Linked DNA regions of Sus scrofa: region 2 is linked to region 1. The links are chromatin contacts, called in public HiChIP or PLAC-seq maps. All regions are on one chromosome and are shown on one strand. Each heading gives the region's core, a stretch centred on a gene start, on an enhancer-like site or on the middle of the called end of the contact. The rest is flanking DNA. Distances are from core to core; before and after follow the strand shown. Region 1 overlaps LOC110259470 (a long non-coding RNA gene). Region 2 has its middle 25 kb from the start of ISOC1.

What was found. HiChIP or PLAC-seq counts read pairs in DNA pulled down with a chosen protein or histone mark.
Region 2: an H3K27ac HiChIP or PLAC-seq map of alveolar macrophages shows a contact between it and region 1. The contact joins two enhancer-like sites. A contact is called at or near these places in 3 of 47 Hi-C or Micro-C datasets (embryonic fibroblasts, liver and omental adipose tissue) and 1 of 2 datasets of contacts at active chromatin or transcription factors (alveolar macrophages).

The regions. Positions count from the first base shown.
Region 1 is chr2:131,727,855-131,732,576 of Sscrofa11.1, reverse strand. All of the region lies in intron 2 of LOC110259470 (a long non-coding RNA gene), which reads left to right. Among named protein-coding and RNA genes, the nearest start is that of SLC27A6, 20 kb to the left of the region's middle. Within about 2 kb of position 3,471, at least 3 of the 83 cell types and tissues checked have an H3K27ac peak or open chromatin away from gene starts, as enhancers often do. A contact at or near this core is called in alveolar macrophages, where this site is marked.
Region 2 is chr2:131,880,327-131,884,818 of Sscrofa11.1, reverse strand. No RefSeq gene overlaps it. Among named protein-coding and RNA genes, the nearest start is that of ISOC1, 25 kb to the right of the region's middle. Within about 2 kb of position 2,293, at least 2 of the 83 cell types and tissues checked have an H3K27ac peak or open chromatin away from gene starts, as enhancers often do. A contact at or near this core is called in alveolar macrophages, where this site is marked.

The DNA of each region.
Region 1 (4,722 bases), core at 2,222-4,721:
GGTAACACTCAAAAATGCCTGATAAAATAAATAAGATTGTTTTATTATTTACTTATAATTTATTATTTTTTCAATTGGATCAATGACTAAAACTATTTGTTCTTACTTTAAAAAATTTAAGTATTTTCTTTCTCATCTTCAGTTATGTGACTGTGTGAAGATAAGTTTCTCTGTCAGTTTCTGGAAGCTACTTTTAGCATTTGGTTCACGACATGAATTATTCTTTCCAACACATTAATATTTTATTGAATAAACTAGATGATGCTCCCAAAGAGTCTCTTTTCATATCTCAGAATGCAGCAAGTGTAGGCAGTACAGCCTTAATTACACTCAAGTCTGAAACAACCAGTGATACCTTTTGATCATTTATTCACACTGTTCAAAAACTCTATTGCACAAATATTCATATGAACAAAATCTATGCCTTATATCTCTATCTCATTATCACAAGGCAGGTGAATAAAAGTCTAAGATAAGAAACATTTCTAAGAAAATAAATATTTCTGTGGCTGTATTTTTTAAATGGGAATGTATGAGTGAAATGGCAGTAAATACCACCTTTCCAAAATTTTTCAATGTTAAAATTGTATATATATAAACAGTATTTACATTAATTGTACCTATATGTCCACTGCCTAAAATAAATTAGGTTAAAGTTTAAATGAAATTATTTGTTACATCATCTTTTTTTTTTTTTTTGGTTTTTCACATTTGTTTCATTAGATATTTCTCAAGCATTTATTTGCTACAAGAACAAATTTGTGCTCACTAAGCTTAGAAATAGGCATAAGGAGTCATCACATTTACACAAGCGTATTAATCCAGTGCAGATTTGGTAGCCTGGTGACATCTGGGATGTGACTATCTGCACTAGATTCATACACAAAACATTTAGCCTGAAACCTCTTGCGCAACGAGGATCATTGAAATGTCAAAACAAAATGTTCTAAAGAAGAAAGCAACAAGGGAATTTGATGAGTGTTTGCATCTTTGTACTTGGGTACTCCTTGTTTCAATCCCATCGGCTAGAAACTGTAGAGAAATTGAGATGCCATCCAGCTGAATCAACCAGGAGAATTTATACTGTCAATCTAGCCCTTGCTTGGAAAGAATTAAACTGGCTATCTGTTTGTTGACAAAATAATAATAATTTTAATTAATTATTTGTATTATTTAATAATAATAGCAATTGTTATTATTTCTACTCAGATGAATGTCCATGAGAAGTAGATGGACATTAGCTTTCTGTACAGGTCTTTACTCATAGTACCCAGGACTGGCCTCTTGCATGTGCAGGGTATCTCAGGCAGGGACTATAATGGCTTGCTTTTATTCCCCAATAAAGGAAACAATGAGGAAGTGAGTTGGGTATGAAAACTGGAAAGCTCCAAGATGGGTTCTTTGTCAACTTAATGTCTCACCAGCAAGCCACATTCTCAATTTCCCAACTAAACTTTCACCTCTCAGAATTCTTCACCTCCTTTTCATTGGACTTCTAATGCAGATTTTGCAAAGAATTGCCAAGATAATTTTTTTTTCTTTTGCATGAAGAACAGAGCCAAAATCCCTAATGTTTAATTTAACCTTAGTGAAATGGATTGCAACTGACTGCAAACAAGAGAAACCAACATATACTATGCAGATTTAAACAGAAAGTGATTTGTCGAAACAGCTGGAGAATCAGGCACAGGTAAGGCATGCATTGGAGGAGACCTGGCAAAATGACTATGGCTTAAATTGCCCCACCAAACGCCATGCAGATGCAAACAGTGTTACCCTTCCAGACTGATAATGGATGCAGCATCTAGCATCCAGGTCCATCTGGCACTAAACAGTGTACCATGGTGTCTATGGCCAATTGCAATTCATGCTGCCAGATGAATTCCTGCTCCAGGCCAAGAGCCTGGAAGGTTGTACTTTTCCTTCACTTTTAGAGGCCATAGAAAGAGGGTATTTGGAGAGTGGAGTGAAGTATTTTGCAGTAGAAGGTCCCTGCCTCAAGTATCATGAGGTGGAGAATTTTCTTCAACATCTAAACAGCCAAAGTAAACTACATATCCAGTAGAGGGACGACTTGAAATGTGTATTTTCCCCTTATTGATTAGTTTAATTTTTTTTTTTTTTTTTTTTTAGGGCCTCACCTGCAGCATACGGAGGTTCCCAGGCTAGGGGTCCAATTGGAGCTGCAGCTGCTGGCCTACACCACAGCCACAGCAACAGCAACACCAGATCTGAGCCGCATCTGAGACCTACACCACAGCTCATGGCAGTGCCAGATCCTTAACCTACGGAGCAAGGCCAGGGATCAAACCTGTGTCCTTATGGACACTGTTAGGGTTTGGTATCACTAAGCCACAATGGGAACTCCAGTTTAAAAAATTTTAAATCTTATTATTAAAATGTTTGTTGAAACCTTAAAATGAGTTCTTCAACCAGTGGCATATAACCTGTAAATCATTCATGATCAATTTACCTGTGACTAACATTTTTTAATATGTCAGAGTGGAATAGAGATTATGATTAAGCATATCACATACTATATTGAGTTCTGTTCCATTAAACATTGGTTCAGTTATGTATATATGTAGGTAGATATTTAATTATCATGTAAAATACTTATATTACTATGGGTCATAGTCAAAAAATTTTGAAAACCTCTGCTCCAAAGGACTGTACACTTTTCCACCAATTTGAAGACTAGACAATAACTTTAGTTTTGCATGCCCGTGGCCTAGAGACGAGACAAACTGTGAGCAGAAGGGCCAGGTCAAGGTAGTAGTAGTGAGAACAAGTGCTCTCAGGGCCCTCTAAGAAATGCAATTAGAAGCTAATATAGAAGGGCCTCATAGGAGTTTGTGCTCTCTCTGCTGTCCTTCAGTCCAAAACTTGGATGGCTGGAACTCTTCATCCAGGTCCCAATAAGCATTCAGCGATGGAGGAAAATGCTGAAGGGATGACAGCAGTGGGACATGGTTCCTGTTGTCCCAAGTTAGACTTTGTTTTGAATGTCCCCAGAGAGGGCTTAGAGTACAATGCCATAGACCATAGTATTATCACTGCTATATCTGGGCACAGCAGGAGTGAGGTAGGCTACATGTAGAATATTATTATTATTTTACTTTATTTTTTAAAGCCACACCTGCAGTATATGGAAATTTCCAGGCTAGGGATCAAATAGGAGCTGCAGCTGAGGCCTACGCCACAGCCACAGCAACACCAGATCTGAGTGGCATTTACAACCTAGTCTGCAGCTTGCAACAATGCTGGATCCTTAACCCACTGAGCAAGGCCAGGGATGGAACCTTTATCCTCAAGGAGACTCCTTTGGGTCCTCAACCCTCTGAGCTACAATAGGAACTTCTAATACTATTTTTATAGAAATTCTAAAGAAATGACTCAACTTTCTACTGATTTGGTAACTTCCTCTAAGAGTTCTAAGTCAAACTAGGGGCCAGTGAAAAATCATGTGGTCAGTAGAGGAAGTATCTCTTGGTTTAAAAGTATAAACAGGCAATAGCAGCCATGTAGAAAGTGCTCTGTATTTTTTCGGAGTGTAAAAATTCTTTTAAAACAGCTTATCAAGTATATAAGCTTATAATTTGGCATTTGCACAAATTATAGTAACACTAGACACGTATGATGTCATATTTTGCCATTACTCATTTTCAGATCTCCCTAAAATCAAGTTATTAACTTGAAGATATTGAGAAGCAATTTTTTTTTTCCCTTTTTATGGGAGGGAAATCTCATGATACTGTCACGTTGATCTTCCAGTGTACCACGCCAGGGCATCTATTCTTGGCAGTGCAGGGTGCACTGAATTGCATAATCTATCTTCTGATTAAGCATTGTTCTATAACTCACCTTGCTTGGCATGGTGTGGTCCACAGGGCATGGACCTAGAAGGTGAATTATTCTCGAGAAGGCAAACACATTCTTCTCTCACAGACCTCTAAACGGTAAACTGCTAGGTGGTGAGAAATACAAGAGCTGAAGACAGTGTATTTTTTTCTTTTTAATTGAGATAGAATTGATGTACAACATTCTGTTAGTTTTAGATATACTACCTCATGATTTGGCATATGGGTAAATAGGAAAATGATCATCGCAATAAATCTGGTTACCACCTATCACCACACAGAGCAATTTTTTTTGATGAGAACTTTCAAGATCTACTGTCTCAGCAACTTTCACATATACAATACAGTATCATTACCTAGAGTCACCATGCTATGCATTACATCCCCAGGACTTAAGTATTTTATAAATGAAACTTTGTACTTTTGGACCAGCTTCACCTATTTCATCCCACCCCAACCTCCGGCTTCTGTCAGTCATGAAACCGTTCTTTGCATCTTTGAGTTTGTGGTCTTTTTTTCTTTGATTCACATAAAAGTGAGATTTTACAGTAGTTCTCTTTCTCGGACTTATTTCCTAGAGTATAATGCCTTCAAGGTCCATCTATGGTGTAGTCAATGGCAAGATTTCATTCTTTTTATGGCTGAATAATAGTCTATTGTTCATATATATCACATTTTCTTTGTCCATTCATCCAGTGATGGACACTTAGGTTGTTTCCATGCCTTGGTTATTGTAAATAATACTGCATTTAACATGGGGCTGCAGATAGCTTTTCATTTTTTTTTTTTTAAGGCCACACCTGCAGCCCATGGAAGTTCCCAGGGTAGGGGGCAAATCAGAGCTACAGCTGCCAGCCTCCAC
Region 2 (4,492 bases), core at 1,044-3,543, 150 kb before region 1:
CCTATTTATTCACTCCAGAAACCTCTCAGTAGCTAAGGTTTGCCTGCATTGTATTTCTTAGGTGTTAAAATAATTCCAAACCTAAGCTGCCAGGGACAGAACAGCTTTTGCTGGATGTTATTAATATAAATAAAATCCTGTGCACCAGAACATCTTTCCACATTCCAAGCAGCCAAATTATGTACAATCCAAATTTTAACAGTGACAGCATGAGTGTTTTTCCAGAACTATTTTTGCTATTTTGCAAATTAATGTGGACTCCAATCATTTCACATCTCCTCAACTATCTTTCACTTATAATTTTTTTTAGTTCTGTCAAGAGAGTAGAATTTTTCAAAGGGTAAAGTGTAGATGCTTAACCTATTTTTGAGAGGTTTTGACCAACCAAACTGCTCTTAATGCAGCACTCTTCAGCAAAATCTGTGAATTTACAGATTTGTTCCAGTATCTAAATTAAAAATCTACGGAGTGTGTTTCACAAGACTAAGCAATAAGCTCTCAGTTATTTGTTCTTTTAAAAAAATTCTCAAACAATGCATTCAGCCTAAAATCTTGAAGCTAGTCCAGACATTCCATAAAGATGATAATTTTTTAAATCAACACTCTTATGCTTTATTCAGTCATTGGATTTTTTTTATGTGTATCAGAGAAAAAGAAAATGAGGTACCATTTCTTAGTCACGCCTTTGTAATTGCATTTGCATTTTCTAAGATACATCTCTTAAAATGAGAAAGGGCATCCCTGACTGAACCGATACAATGATTCATCTTCTCTCCTAAGAATCCATTTAATGCTTGAGAGCCATCAGCCACGCCTCCCTCAGTTTTGCAAAAGTTCTGAGGCTCTATGTTTAGCCTCAGGCAACCCGAGGAACCTAAGGGACAAGTATAACCCTAATATCTAGAAAAGGGAAGATTTTTTTTTTTTTTTGTCATTTCATCCAACTCCATTTAGCATACGACAGAACCTAGAGATCTCACAGAAAGGCTTGTTGCAGGCTGCTAAGAGAGAACCAGAGCCCCACCCCACTGCCTTTCCACAATAGTACACTGCACCTGTCTGCTGGGAGTCCTCCTTGGAGCACCTACACTCCCCCTGGTCTTTCTGGGTGTGCCATGTTTTCAAGACACTTCTACCCAGGGCATTTCTGTCTTGTTCATGCAGCCATTTACCTTGAAAGATGAAGGTACAGCTCCTTTTAGACAAAGAGCAGGCTTGCTTACTGCTTGCTTTTGAAGATCAGTGTAAACCCAGTGAGTGCATGGCATCTGGCACATGCTGCATTGCCTCTGTGGGACTTAGGTGCAAAGGGAATCAATGCAAATATTCTACTGCTCCTGCTGCTTGAATAATTAAGTCCTTTGTCTCGGATCCAGGAATGTCATGTCTCCTGCCAGCATGCATGAAACAGTAACATGCTCATTGAGTGGCTTGTAAGATGGGTACAGCCAAATCCCAAGCCGAACACCGATTTTAGCTTGAAAATTCCTGTTTACAGGATACTAGAGCAAATGATTTAGATTATTCAGAAAGTGAGATGGGTCGATGTGGAAAGAAAACAGCTACAGTATATGTGTGTTCCCATTCCTCTTCATTCTAGGAAGATTTTATGCTAATTTTGGTTCTAATCATGTCACTGAAGACTTTATTTTGTTGACCTTAAATCTAACTAAAATACTCAGTTATTTAAAAGAGATACTTCTAGTTTTAGGTAAGTACAGTTATTTTGTAATTCAAATATGCAGAAAGTAATTTGCTAAAGTCAATATTCATCATAGATAAATTAAAGCTTCTATTTTTCTCTGGAAGATGTGAATACAGAGGTTCGGTCTGCTGACAAAACTTCCGGCTAATTACTTTTTTGAATGCATAGCCAAATCAATTTAATTGATATTTAAAGGAAGATTAAAGAGCAAGATGGCTGGCATATAATGGAACTTACGTCTTGCTCAATGAGTTCTCTAAAGTAAGTATTAAATGATGTTGTCTCTCCCCCACACAAAAAAATAGCTATTTATAGCAAACAAAGCATAAAGTTGTCCATATAAATTAAAAAAAAACAAACTTGGGAATAATTCCCATGTGCCACCCATGCTACATGCATCATTATGCTTTGTACACAGAACCTTCCCTAGAATGACATCTGGCTCTCCTGACAGCCAGGGAGTATAGTCTAATAGTTACAGCAGTTACAGCACAGTTTCTAAATTCCAGCTTAAAATCTCAGCCTTCTCACTTCCAACCAGATGGATGACCTTGGGCAAGTTCCTTATTCACTTAGTTCCTCAGTTACATCAGAGGGCTGTTTTGAGGACTGAGTGAGTAGTGACTAAACATGTAGATACCTGGCACACTTCCTAATATGATGGACATTCCATTTTTTTTTTTTTTTTTCCTCTTTTGTCTTGTTAGGGCCTCATCCGCAGCACATGGAGGTTCCCAGGCTAGGTGTTGAATTGGAGCTGCAGGCCCCGCCCTACCCCACAGGCACAGCAACTTGGGATCCAAGCCACGTCTGTGACCTACACCACAGCTCACGGCAACGCCGGATCCTTAACCCCACTGAGGGAGACCAGGGATCGAACCCACATCCTCATGGTTGCTAGTCGGGTTCGTTAACCACTGAGCCACGAAAGGCACTCCGACACACAAATGCTAAATTTGATTCAAAGTATAGAATTAAGAACTGCAATAAACCCTACACGTGGTGTGGTTTAGTCTAATCTCTTCCTGCACAAAGGAGCCACTTGCTCCAGGTGTCAAAGCTATTAAGAACGAAGCCTGGTCTCCCATTTCTAAAGCTTTCCATTACACAATACATCGCAAACCTATTAGCTCTTTCTCCAGTGTTTATTGCCGACTTCCTCCACCACCAACTCCAACCATCTTTTTTATTTTTATTTTTGCTTTTTAGGCCTGCATCTGCGGCACATGGACATTCCAAGACTGGGGGTCTAATCGGAGCTTCAGCTGCGGGGCAAGCCACAGCCACAGCAACTCCGGATCCCGAGCCACGTCTTCAACCTACACCACAGCTCACAGGCAACGCCAGATCCTCAACCCACTAAGCAAGGCTAGGGATCGAATCTGCATCCTCATGGATCCTAGTCAGGCTCATTAACTGCTGAGACACGAAGGGAACTCCCCCAACCATCTTTTTTAATATGAAAAGAAAGCTATGTAATAAATAGAAACACAATGTTATATCTAAACTATGCTGTCTACCTGCAGGAATAAATTGCTAAAATCCAGTATGAACATCCTAAGACATGGAATATTTAAGCTTTGCCAAATACTCCAAAAGAAAAAAAGCACTTACTGGCATACAAACACCACCACCAAACAGATACTAACATTTAAGTAACGGCTAACAATTGACACCTGCCTTCTTCGGATGTTTCGTGTATTCTTTCCAGGGTCTTAATTTCTTGGAAAAATCACATTTCCAACATTTACAAAGCATTCCAGTTAGGACTGCCAAAGAGGCTATTTCGAAAGCACAATATGCATTTTCCAGAAGCCCGATTCAAAGCTGCATGTACTCAAAACATGTTAACAATAAGTACTTCTGTGTATTAAGCATAGGTTCGGAGACACATCACCTTCATTTCTCGCATTCACTGTCTCAAGTGGGAGGAACAATTTAACAAGAAAACAGCTGCAAGAACAATGAACAAATCTGAAGGCAAGGGACTTTTACAGTCGAGTCCTAAAATACACTGTGCAACTAATAATTATATCAAGAAACAAAGCCTCACATATGACAGGTATGCTCCAAGTAGACTATTTTCTGCAATGAAAAATGGAAAAAGCTAACCATGAAAAATGCTGTATTATTAAGACAACAGACATACATTTTTCCCTCCCATCCCACTTTTCTGGCAACAAATTAATAGAAGCTAATGAGAATGTAAAACACAGATTTATTCCTTTGAGGGTGGCTCACTTATTTCCTTCCTCCTTTTCTTCATATAAACATGATTGCAAAGAAAAACAACAGCAGCAGCAAAAGCAGGTCTGTTTTCTATTGCCATGTAACCAATGCTCATAATTTAGAGGCTTAAAACAAGAGAAATGTATTATTACCTCCCAGATGTGTAGGGGTCCTGGCACAGCACGCGGGCCTTCTCTGCTCAGGGCTGCTCCAGTGTGGTTGTGCCCACATTCTTACCTGGGGGTGGGGGAGGGGGAGCCTGCTTCCAAACTCACTCAGACTGTTGGCTACATTGAGTTCTTCGTGCTGGTACAACTTAGGGCCCCATTTCCTTGCAGGCCACCCACCTTCTCAGTCCTGTGGGCCCCCATCTTCTGTCTGCAACAGAGAACCTCCCTCCGCCCTGGTCCCTCTCCCACACTGACTCTCCTTCTCCTGGAACAGCCCAAACCCTTTTACAAGCTCTCCTGATTAGTTCAGGAACACAAAGGCAGATCTTCGGGTGAACTGATTTGAAGCCCTAACTACCTGAGCAAACTCTTTACAGCTGAAGGAGAG